2 separate regions of the Sus scrofa genome follow, and region 2 is linked to region 1. A link is a contact called in public Hi-C data. All regions are on one chromosome and are shown on one strand. The core of a region is the stretch at or near the end of the contact, and the rest is flanking DNA. Distances in the headings are between cores, read along the strand shown. Region 1 has its middle 5.6 kb from the start of BAHCC1. Region 2 holds the start of SLC38A10 (putative sodium-coupled neutral amino acid transporter 10).

Region 1 (4,351 bases), core at 953-3,452:
GAAACTGTGGGCGGCTGCAGAGACCTGGGCGCCCCAGCTCAACCCTGACCTCATCTCTCCAGCCCTCTCCTTCCCGCCCTCTCCCACCCAGGGGAAGGCTGCTCTGCAGATCCTACACCATGTTCCTCTGAAATTGGAAACAGTTGTTAGCTCTGGACAACAGGGAGGGTGAAAAATGAAAGAGGGGAGGTTTCCTCCAAGCTGAGAGCTCGCCCAACCAGACGTGCCCCTGCCAGAGCCTCCGCGGGCCCCGTCTTCCGAGGGGGAACACGGGGAGCTTATTTTGGTACTGTGGGAGCTGCCTGGCGGCCAAGCGCCTGTGCTGGGCAGCTGCCAGCCCCTGCCACATCCAGCAGGCCCGTCTGCAGCTATTTGCTGTAACAACTGTTTTGAAACAGTATTGGGGTTAAAAAAAAAAAAAAAGAGCCCACTAGATTTGTTTCAAGTGACACTGGGGAGAGAGGGAGGCGGGAAGTGAGGCAGACAGGGAGCTGTTCTTCCTCCTCCCCACGTGGGCAGCATCTCTCTGGGAAGGTGACCTGCGGGACAGGGCAGAGGACTCTAGGGCACTCTGGTGTTCTGCAGGCCAGTTCTCACCCCCTGACTTAGGCGTGTGGTGATGGGGAGCTGGAAGGATCTGAGCCAATCTTCCGAGGGAAGGGAGGCCCGGAGCCTGTGCTGCCCTCCCGCCTCTCATCCAGCTGGTAGCCTGCAAGTCTAGGGCTGTGGCTGCGGTGGGGCCCATCAGCCAAGCTCCAGGACCCTCGGACAATACTCTGCCCGAGGGGGATGGGACAGGGTTTGGGGGCCCCCGAGGAGCTTCCCAGCAGATGCCCCTCCTCAGACACCCGGAAGGAGAATGGGGGCCTGGAGGCCCTTCCGACCCACCGTCGCGTCTGGGGGCGCACCAGCAAGCACACCCTCAGGAAGCTCCGAGCAACTCCAGGGACACTGCGGGTTGCCAAGGCGTTCTTTCTTTTGGATGGAGGGTTTCCTTCTTACACGTATTTTTCTCATTTTAAAAAATTTCAAGTGGAGCTTTAAAACTTAATCTTAAATTAAAAAAAAAAAAAAAGTTCTGGGCCAGAAAAGAAGCTCATCGGAGACAGTAATGGGGAAACATGCGGAGGTGAGGGGCGCCCCGCTGGGGCCTGGGAATCCAAGGGCAGTGCGGAGCTGGCGGGGCCGCTGGGCGCACGGATCGGGCCGGCTCGGCGCGCCACGCCACCGAAACCGGAGAAGTGCTGGGAGCCCGGAGTGCTCCGGGAGGGCACAGACAGCCGCTCCCTGCCTCAGCTCCGGCCCCGCCTGGCCCTGCGCTGGATCGGGGGGCCGAGGGCGCCCCCACCCACCTACCCACCCCAAGGAGGGCGCGATTTCTCCGGAGCCGAACAGGGCTCGGGCTGGCTTTCCCCGGTGTGCGTGGGAAGCGGGCGGCCTCCGCACGCACTCAAGGGTTCAGGACCAGGAGGAACCCCGTCTCCTCAACACTCCCTCCCGGGCCAGTGCTGGGATTTCTTTCTCCGGAAGCCACGGCCCAAGCCCGGTGGTCTGCGCCAGAGACCTCTCCCCCCACCCCCGCCCATCCCGGCGGCCGCGTTCAGCCCGCGCCGGCCCCCCGGGCCCACACCCGCGACCTAATTCAATCGCCCCCGGCCTAATGAATAGCCGTGCCCTAATCGGATCTCCTAGCGCTTTATGGATTTATGCGTGCCGCCTCTCCTCCCGCGGCCGCCGTGCGCCGCTCGGGGTCGCTTCCGAAGGCACCCGCCTCGGGACAGGCCAGGGGCTGGGGCCGTGGGGGGCGGAGCCCTCGCCGTCCCCTAGGGCTGTCGTCCGAGCCGGGACTCGGGGTCGCGCGCCCTGTCCTGAGCCCCCGGCCCGGGCCCGAGGAGCCCGGCGCTTACCTGCCAGCCCCAGGCTCCCTGGAACTGCCCCGCCGGCCGCGCCGCCGGAAGCGGGCCCTAATTCCGGAGCCCCGCCCGCGGCCCGAGCCCCCACCCCAGGTCAGAGATGCCCGCGGGGGAAGGCCGGCCCGGGCCGAGCGCCCGCTTCCCCTTTCTCTCCGGATTCCTTTGATCCGCGGGCTCTGCGCCGCACCTCGGCTCCGGGGCGGCCGGGGTCGGCCCGAGGGGGTCCTGGAAACGGTCCCCAGCTTATCTCCTTTCATCAAGCGGCCTTGGGCCGCCTTGAAACCGCGGAGCCAGTAATTGCTTTTTTCGGGAGGCCCTGTGCGGACTGGACAACAGCCAATCAGCGCCTTGTTTACACTCGGTGATTGACAGCCTGCTGGCGGAGTGCCCGCCAATCCGGGCGATCCCGCGGGAGTGGGCGGGGAGGGCGGGGAAAGAAGGTGACAACAGAAGGTCTCCGGCTTAACCCTTTAGTGTCCCTACCGGGATGAGCGGGCAGAAAATTTCTAACGCTTGTTCACGCGTTGGTTGGCATCTAGTTTATACATACATATACACATGTAGGTGTGTGTGCACATACACACACCTATATATGTATGTGGGTATATATATATATATATATATATATATATTGTCCCCCGGAGGGGGAGGCAGGGCTTCACCTGGAGAAAGAGGAGCAAAAATCATGTATCCATTGCCTCTAAGACACAGCCTTGACTCCTGAGAATAAATAGCATTTTGCTGGGAAACCAAATTCTAGCAGAGATATTTATTTGGAGACTCTTTTTTAAAAAGAAGTTTGCATCTGATTACCATGAAGACACCTCCCAAGTGTCTTTTAATTGGGCGGGAATTTAGCGGATATGTAAGAGCGACATTGAAACGTACTATGCCCGGGTTTCGCGCCATGCATATCAAGGTGAACATATTTTAAAAACCTCGTTGCTGATGAAGAAAGGGCAACCTTTGTCTTGACCTTAGTAAATCCATGATTTCATTTCGATCAGTTCTCTGTTGTAAAATGTAGCCAAGGAAGATAAAAGCAGGGTCCCCAGATACATGGCCAGAGACACAGGACCTTCTCCCCAGAGTTTGATCCTTGGATCAAGGGAAGGAGAGGACCAGCCGGGCGAATCTGGAGCCTGTACTGCGGGCGCGTGGGCATTCCTGAGCTTGGTCACAGCAGGCGGAGGCCTCAGAGTGGCCGAAGGACTGGGCAATCCGAGGAAGCCTCCGTTCTTGGAGCTCGGGCCTACCTGTGCCGGGTTCGACCACCTGCCAGACAGATCCTAGGTATTTGAAAAAGCATCTGTTGCAATGAGTGTTGCTGTTTATTCTCCTGGCCTCTGTGCACGAGACGCCAAAAGTGTGACATGCTGGGTTAAAATTAAAAACAGAATAAAAAAAAAAAACAAGCCAAAGCCTTCCCCTCGGCGTGGACACACACGCTCCCACTCGTCCTTGCTCCCTCTCCCGCCCAGCGCCAAACCGTCCCATTCAGCAGCAACGATCTGCGCAGAGGAGCTGCGCAGTCGCCGGGCTTGAATTAGGCGCCATCGGGCTCCGTAGTAGCCCTGCTGCTCCCTGATTGGCAGCTCCCTGGCCTGGCGCCAGCCTATTGGGAGGCCTGTTTACGCCGAATGAGTGGCACGAGCTCCCGGCCGCGGAGGGCCGCGCGGCCAATCAGCTCGCGGGCTGCTCGGGGCTGAGTGGCACGGGCTTATTAGTATGCAGGGCCCGTGGCTCGCCGCGCCGGGCTGCAGGTTTGAGAGCCGCTCTGGATGGGCTCGCTAGAGTCGTTGTTGTGGAAGCGGTGCATTTACAGTGCAACAGTCAGCACATTGAAAATACCAATAGGAATACAAAACAAAGTCACATTTACTGGTTTAATTGTATTGCATTCAATTGTATCCAGGAAACAGCCTCCAGTAAGTAACTGAAATTGCTTTCATTTTTTTGTTTTTTGTATTTTTATTATTATTTTATTTTGGCTTTGGGGATTTACATTTTTTTTTTTTTAGCGAGAGAAATTCAGGGTTGCGATGTTAAGTATATATCTTCCCTTTAAAAAAATCCGTTATAATGTCGAGCAGGCTTTTTTTTTTTTTTTTAAAGATGGACTATATATAAGAGCGATTTTTTTTTCCCTCTGAAAAATCGTATTGATCGGTTTAAAATCCCCCCCCCCCGTAATGCGTCCTTGCTTTGCTCTGAGCGCTTGTTTTCTCGATCGACACCCAGCATTAAAAATAAATAATCGCGACAGGACAGGGACCGCCAGGCTGCGTCCGGCGCGAGCGGCGCGGACGACTCTGGGTGGACAGTCGGCGAGCTCCCAGACGCAGTCAATGCGTGCCCGGCTCTGGCGGCACCACGGACGAACCCCAATTGTTTGCCCCCCCCACCCTTCTCCCCTCCCCCGAGCAGCCTCGGGTCTG
Region 2 (4,351 bases), core at 999-3,498, 69 kb before region 1:
CCGAAGCGCATCTAGGACACAACCTACTCACGGGATGGTCGCACCCGGCAACGCTGACGGTGGCGCTGGAGGTGGCAGGGGGACCTTCAGTGGGGAGGCAGGGTGGGGGGTGCTCGCTGTGTGTGCTCCTTAATCTCGGGGCTGGCTATCTGTTTTCGTTAACTACTTTATGAAAAGTCATCCAGAGTGTACCCAAAGTGCACTCGCTTTTCTGGATGCATGTTACACACGCTTCAGTAAAATGTTAATTCTTTTGGACAAGTACTCAAATTGCTACAACCAACCAAATAAACCAAAAAACAACACAACACGAACCCCAAGTTTTTTTTTTAATGACCTGGCTGCCAGATGAAAAACACACATCCCCAAACTGCCCACTGGCCTCACACCGTGTTCTGGCCGAGGGGCTTCCTGCGGAGAAGATGCTGAGTCCAACTGAGAGCAGCTCCTAATTCGGCCAGGCCCTCAGGGCGAGGCAAACCCCTGCCAGGTCTCCAGCCCCCACCTCTAAGCTCCCCCCCCCCACCCAGCAAGTCAGCCGGGCCCGTGCTTAAACGCTCCGGCAGCGGGCTCAGCAGCAGGCTCGTGCCCAGCCCACGGCAGACACTCAAATCTGAACCCCCAGAGCCCTGCCGCGGTGGCACGTGGCAGACAGGCGTGAAGGATGGCGGTACAGGTACAGGCGCAGGACAAGCCAACTACACATCCCAGGAGGCAGTTCTGTGCCAGGCGCGTCGCAGTGCGCGCTGGGATACGTAGTCCCTCCAGGAACACCCAGAGGGGGCCGGCCCACACTGCGACTCCCATGCCAAGACACAGATGTTGCCTTGGAGGTTCCAGAAGCCGCCAGCATGGCCTTCCACGTCAGCCCGCCGTCTCCATCCCCCCAGCAACACGGTCACCAAGCAAGTCAGAGCAACCGCTCACACGGGAACCGAAACGCATTTTCTTCTGCTTGCTATTTACAGCAAAGCATCCTAAATATGAAAAATGCAAAACCTGAATCTAAGATGAAGCAACTGGAGCCCACGTCAAGGCCAAAATATCATCTTATGCGCATTTTTCCACGTAAGGCTGGTCTTTGAGGGCCTGCTGGCCACCTGTCCTCCCCTGGTGTCCCACTGGTCCTCCTCCAGCCTCAAGAAAGCCGCTCTCCCTCGTGGCCAGCTCCTGCCCCAGGCGGCCGGGGGAGCGGCACCTCCAGTGTGGCACACAGGAAGCGGAGAAGTTCGTTTTTAGTTAAGAAGTTGCCCAATTTGATAACTCTGTCAACCTCCCTCTTCTAAAGGACCAAAAGCCTCTTTATTTGTGGATTAAACAGAAGCCAAATAAACCCACACCTCAAAAAAGGCTGAGTTTCTCTCCTGCAGTATTTAACGTCGGAATGACACCAATTTTTTAATACTTCCGACGTTTTCCGTTAAGGTAAGGTTTGCCCACAGCGAAACACAAAGCTCTGACGTGTCCAATCTGGTGAATTTAGCAACCCCCTCAGAACCCACACCCCAATCTAGTTCCAAGGCCGGGGTTGACCTGTGCGCTCCCGGAAAGGAGTGCGGTGGGATCAGAGTTGCAAGAAACGCCAGGAAAGGACGCGAACACGGAGTCCCGCGGTCACTCTCCAGTTTTCAAGATCGCCTCGCTACACGCTGCACCTCGGTCTGAAGTTACCAACGGTGCGCAAGCTGTTCGCGGGGGGCTTTCCCTCGGCTTCCGCGGCGGCGCCGGGGCGGGTGGGCTGCCGGGTCCCTCCTCCCGCCGCGCCGGCTCCCGTGACGGGCTGAGCCCGGGGCGGCCGGGGCGGCGACCACCGCCCGCTCGACTCACCTGTTTGAAGCAGAAGGGCATGGTGAGGACACTGACCCCTACTATGCTGTTCACTATGTTCGTGATAAGCCCCCAGTTGGAGGCCGCGGCCGCGGTCATGGCGCGAGGCCTGGGGCCCCGGAGCCCCGGGTCCAAGGCGCCGGCAGGACGGTGGGGCGCGAGACCCCGAGGGGGACGCCGCCTGGAGGAGGCGGTCTCGCGGGAAGGCGGCGGGAGCAGTCACCCTCCAGGCCCCGCCAGGCCCCGCGGCCGCCTCATAGCTTCGTCCCCCGCTGGCTCCCGCGGGCCACCGCAGCGTCCCCGAGCCCAGACCGGGAAAAGCCGCGGGGAGCCGGCGAGAAACACTCCGGTGCTGCTCGGCGGCCGCCTGGGCACGCACACTTCCGCCTTCCGCGAGCTCCTCCGCCCGGAAGTGACGACGAGGGGCGGAGCTCGGGGCAGGGCGCTCACCAATGAAAGGCGGACCTCGGCGCCTGCAGGGGCGGGGCTTGGATGGACGCACACGGGGGGGTGGGGACGGGGTCTATGGGGCGCACCTGTCCCTACAGCCAGCTGATCCTCCCTGTGGAGCTGGCGTCCTGCGCCATGTCTTGCAGGGTCTGGAGCACAAGAGCTCGCCCCTTGTGGCCCCCATCCGGAAGAGCAGTGGAGGGCAGGAGGGAAAGGGCCACGTCACGCCTTCTGGAGAGGAGCAGGATTTTAAGCCTTCATTTTCAGCAATTACCCTCGAGACCGATTGGGAGAAGTGTGCTAGATGCGCGGGTCTCCGGGGCTGCACCTTCATGTCAGCGTTGATAACGGATTCCAGGAGTTAGCGCCCACGTTTTAGGAGTGGGACGCTGAGCACAGAGAGGCTGAGTTCCTCAGCAAGAGTACACAGTTCTAAAGAGTGGGCATGGAGGAGTTCGCGTTTTGGCTCATCAGGTTAAGGACCAGTCTCCGTGAAGATGTGTGTTTGACCCCTGGCCTGCCTAAGTGGGTTAAGGATCCAGCGATGCCACAGGCTGCAGCACAGGTCGCAGATGTGGCTCAGATTCGGTGTTGCCATAGTGTAGACCCCTGCTGCAGCTCCCATTCGACCCCTGGCCCAGGAACTTCCATATGCCACGATGCAGCCACAATTTAAAAAAAAAAAAAATTGGAGTTCCTGCTGTGGCACAACAGGTTAAGGATCCAGTATTGCAGCAGCTGTGGTGTAGGTCACACCTGGGTCTGGGATAGGATCCCTGTCCGGGCAACTTCCATATGCCGTGGATGCGGTGGAAAAACATTTTTTTAAATAAGCAATAATAAAATAGCCCGGAATATATATATCCATTCTCCTGCTGAGGGCCACCGAGTTGCTTCCAATTATTTGCCATTATAAACAGTGATTCAGTGAACACCACGGCCCTTGTCTTCTCGGGTGTTGGGGGGGCTCCAGGGTAAACCCGTAGAAGCAGAACTGCCGGTTCACGTGCAGGCACACCTTCATTTTACCAGGTATTGCCCAATCGCTCTTCAAGTAGTTATGAGAGTTCTTGCTAGTTTACATCAGAGGCTGGACAATTTTTTTGTTTGTTGTCTTTTCTAGGGCTGCACCGCGGCATATGGAGGGTCCCAGGCTAGGGGTCTAATCGGAGCTATAGCCACCAGCCTACACAACAGCCACAGCAACATAGGATCCGAGCCCCATCTACAACCTACATCACAGCTCACGGCAATGCCGGATCCTTGACCCACTGAGCAAGGCCAGGGATGGAACCTGCAACCTCATGGTTCCTAGTCGGATTTATTAGCCACCGAGCCACGACGGGAACTCCAGAGGCTGGTCAATTTTTCCTGCGAAGAGCCAGGTAGCAAATATTTTCTGTTTCAAAAGCCACATAGTGGAGTTCCCATTGTGGCTCAGTGGAACCAAGCCTGACTAGCATCCACGAGGACACAGGTTCGAGCCCTGGCCTGGCTCAGTGGGTTAAGGATCTGGCATTGCTGTGGCTGTGGTGTAGGCTGATAGCTCTGATTCAGCCCCTAGCCTGGGAACCTTCATGTGCCATGGGTGTGGCCCTAAAAAGACAAAAAAAAAAAAAAAACCACATAGTCTCTGCCATGACTATTGAAAGCAGCCCTAGACAACACATAAACAAATAAGTGTGACTGTGTTCTAACAAGACTCTATTTACAAAAGCATGGCTGCCCCATTTTGGCCAAGGGGCCATAGATCTTGGGCTCTGGCTGCACCCTGCCACAAACATTCATTTGGTAGTATCCTTTTGGCCAGTTTGGTGAGCAAAATGCAATCTCATTGTAGTCTTTAATCTGTTCTCCCTAATTACAAATGAGGTTAATCATCTACTCATATTTTTATTGTCCATTCATATCTCTTTTTTGTAAGGGCCATACCCACAGCCATATGGAAGTTCCCAGGCTAGGGGTCGAACGGGAGCTGCAGCCGCTGGCCCACACCACAGCCACAGCCACACAAGATGCGAAGTGCAGCTGTGACCTATGCAGCAGTGGGCAGCAATGCCAGATCCTTAATCCA

Evidence for each region. Hi-C and Micro-C count contacts between places; a contact is called where the count stands out from the background.
Region 2: a contact with region 1 is called in a Hi-C map of liver, with 3 times the contacts expected there. The contact joins the promoter of SLC38A10 here to the enhancer-like site in region 1. A contact is called at or near these places in 1 of 5 promoter capture datasets (skeletal muscle), 7 of 47 Hi-C or Micro-C datasets (embryonic fibroblasts, fetal liver, heart right ventricle and 3 more) and 1 of 2 datasets of contacts at active chromatin or transcription factors (skeletal muscle).

What each region holds. Positions count from the first base shown.
Region 1 is chr12:1,410,087-1,414,437 of Sscrofa11.1, reverse strand. No RefSeq gene overlaps it. Among named protein-coding and RNA genes, the nearest start is that of BAHCC1, 5.6 kb to the right of the region's middle. Within about 2 kb of position 2,202, at least 62 of the 83 cell types and tissues checked have an H3K27ac peak or open chromatin away from gene starts, as enhancers often do. A contact at or near this core is called in fetal liver, liver, skeletal muscle and 1 more, where this site is marked.
Region 2 is chr12:1,479,142-1,483,492 of Sscrofa11.1, reverse strand. SLC38A10 (putative sodium-coupled neutral amino acid transporter 10) reads right to left here and starts at 2,248. Exons shown (of 18, transcript XM_005668573.2): 1 at 1,828-2,248. The coding sequence starts at 1,926.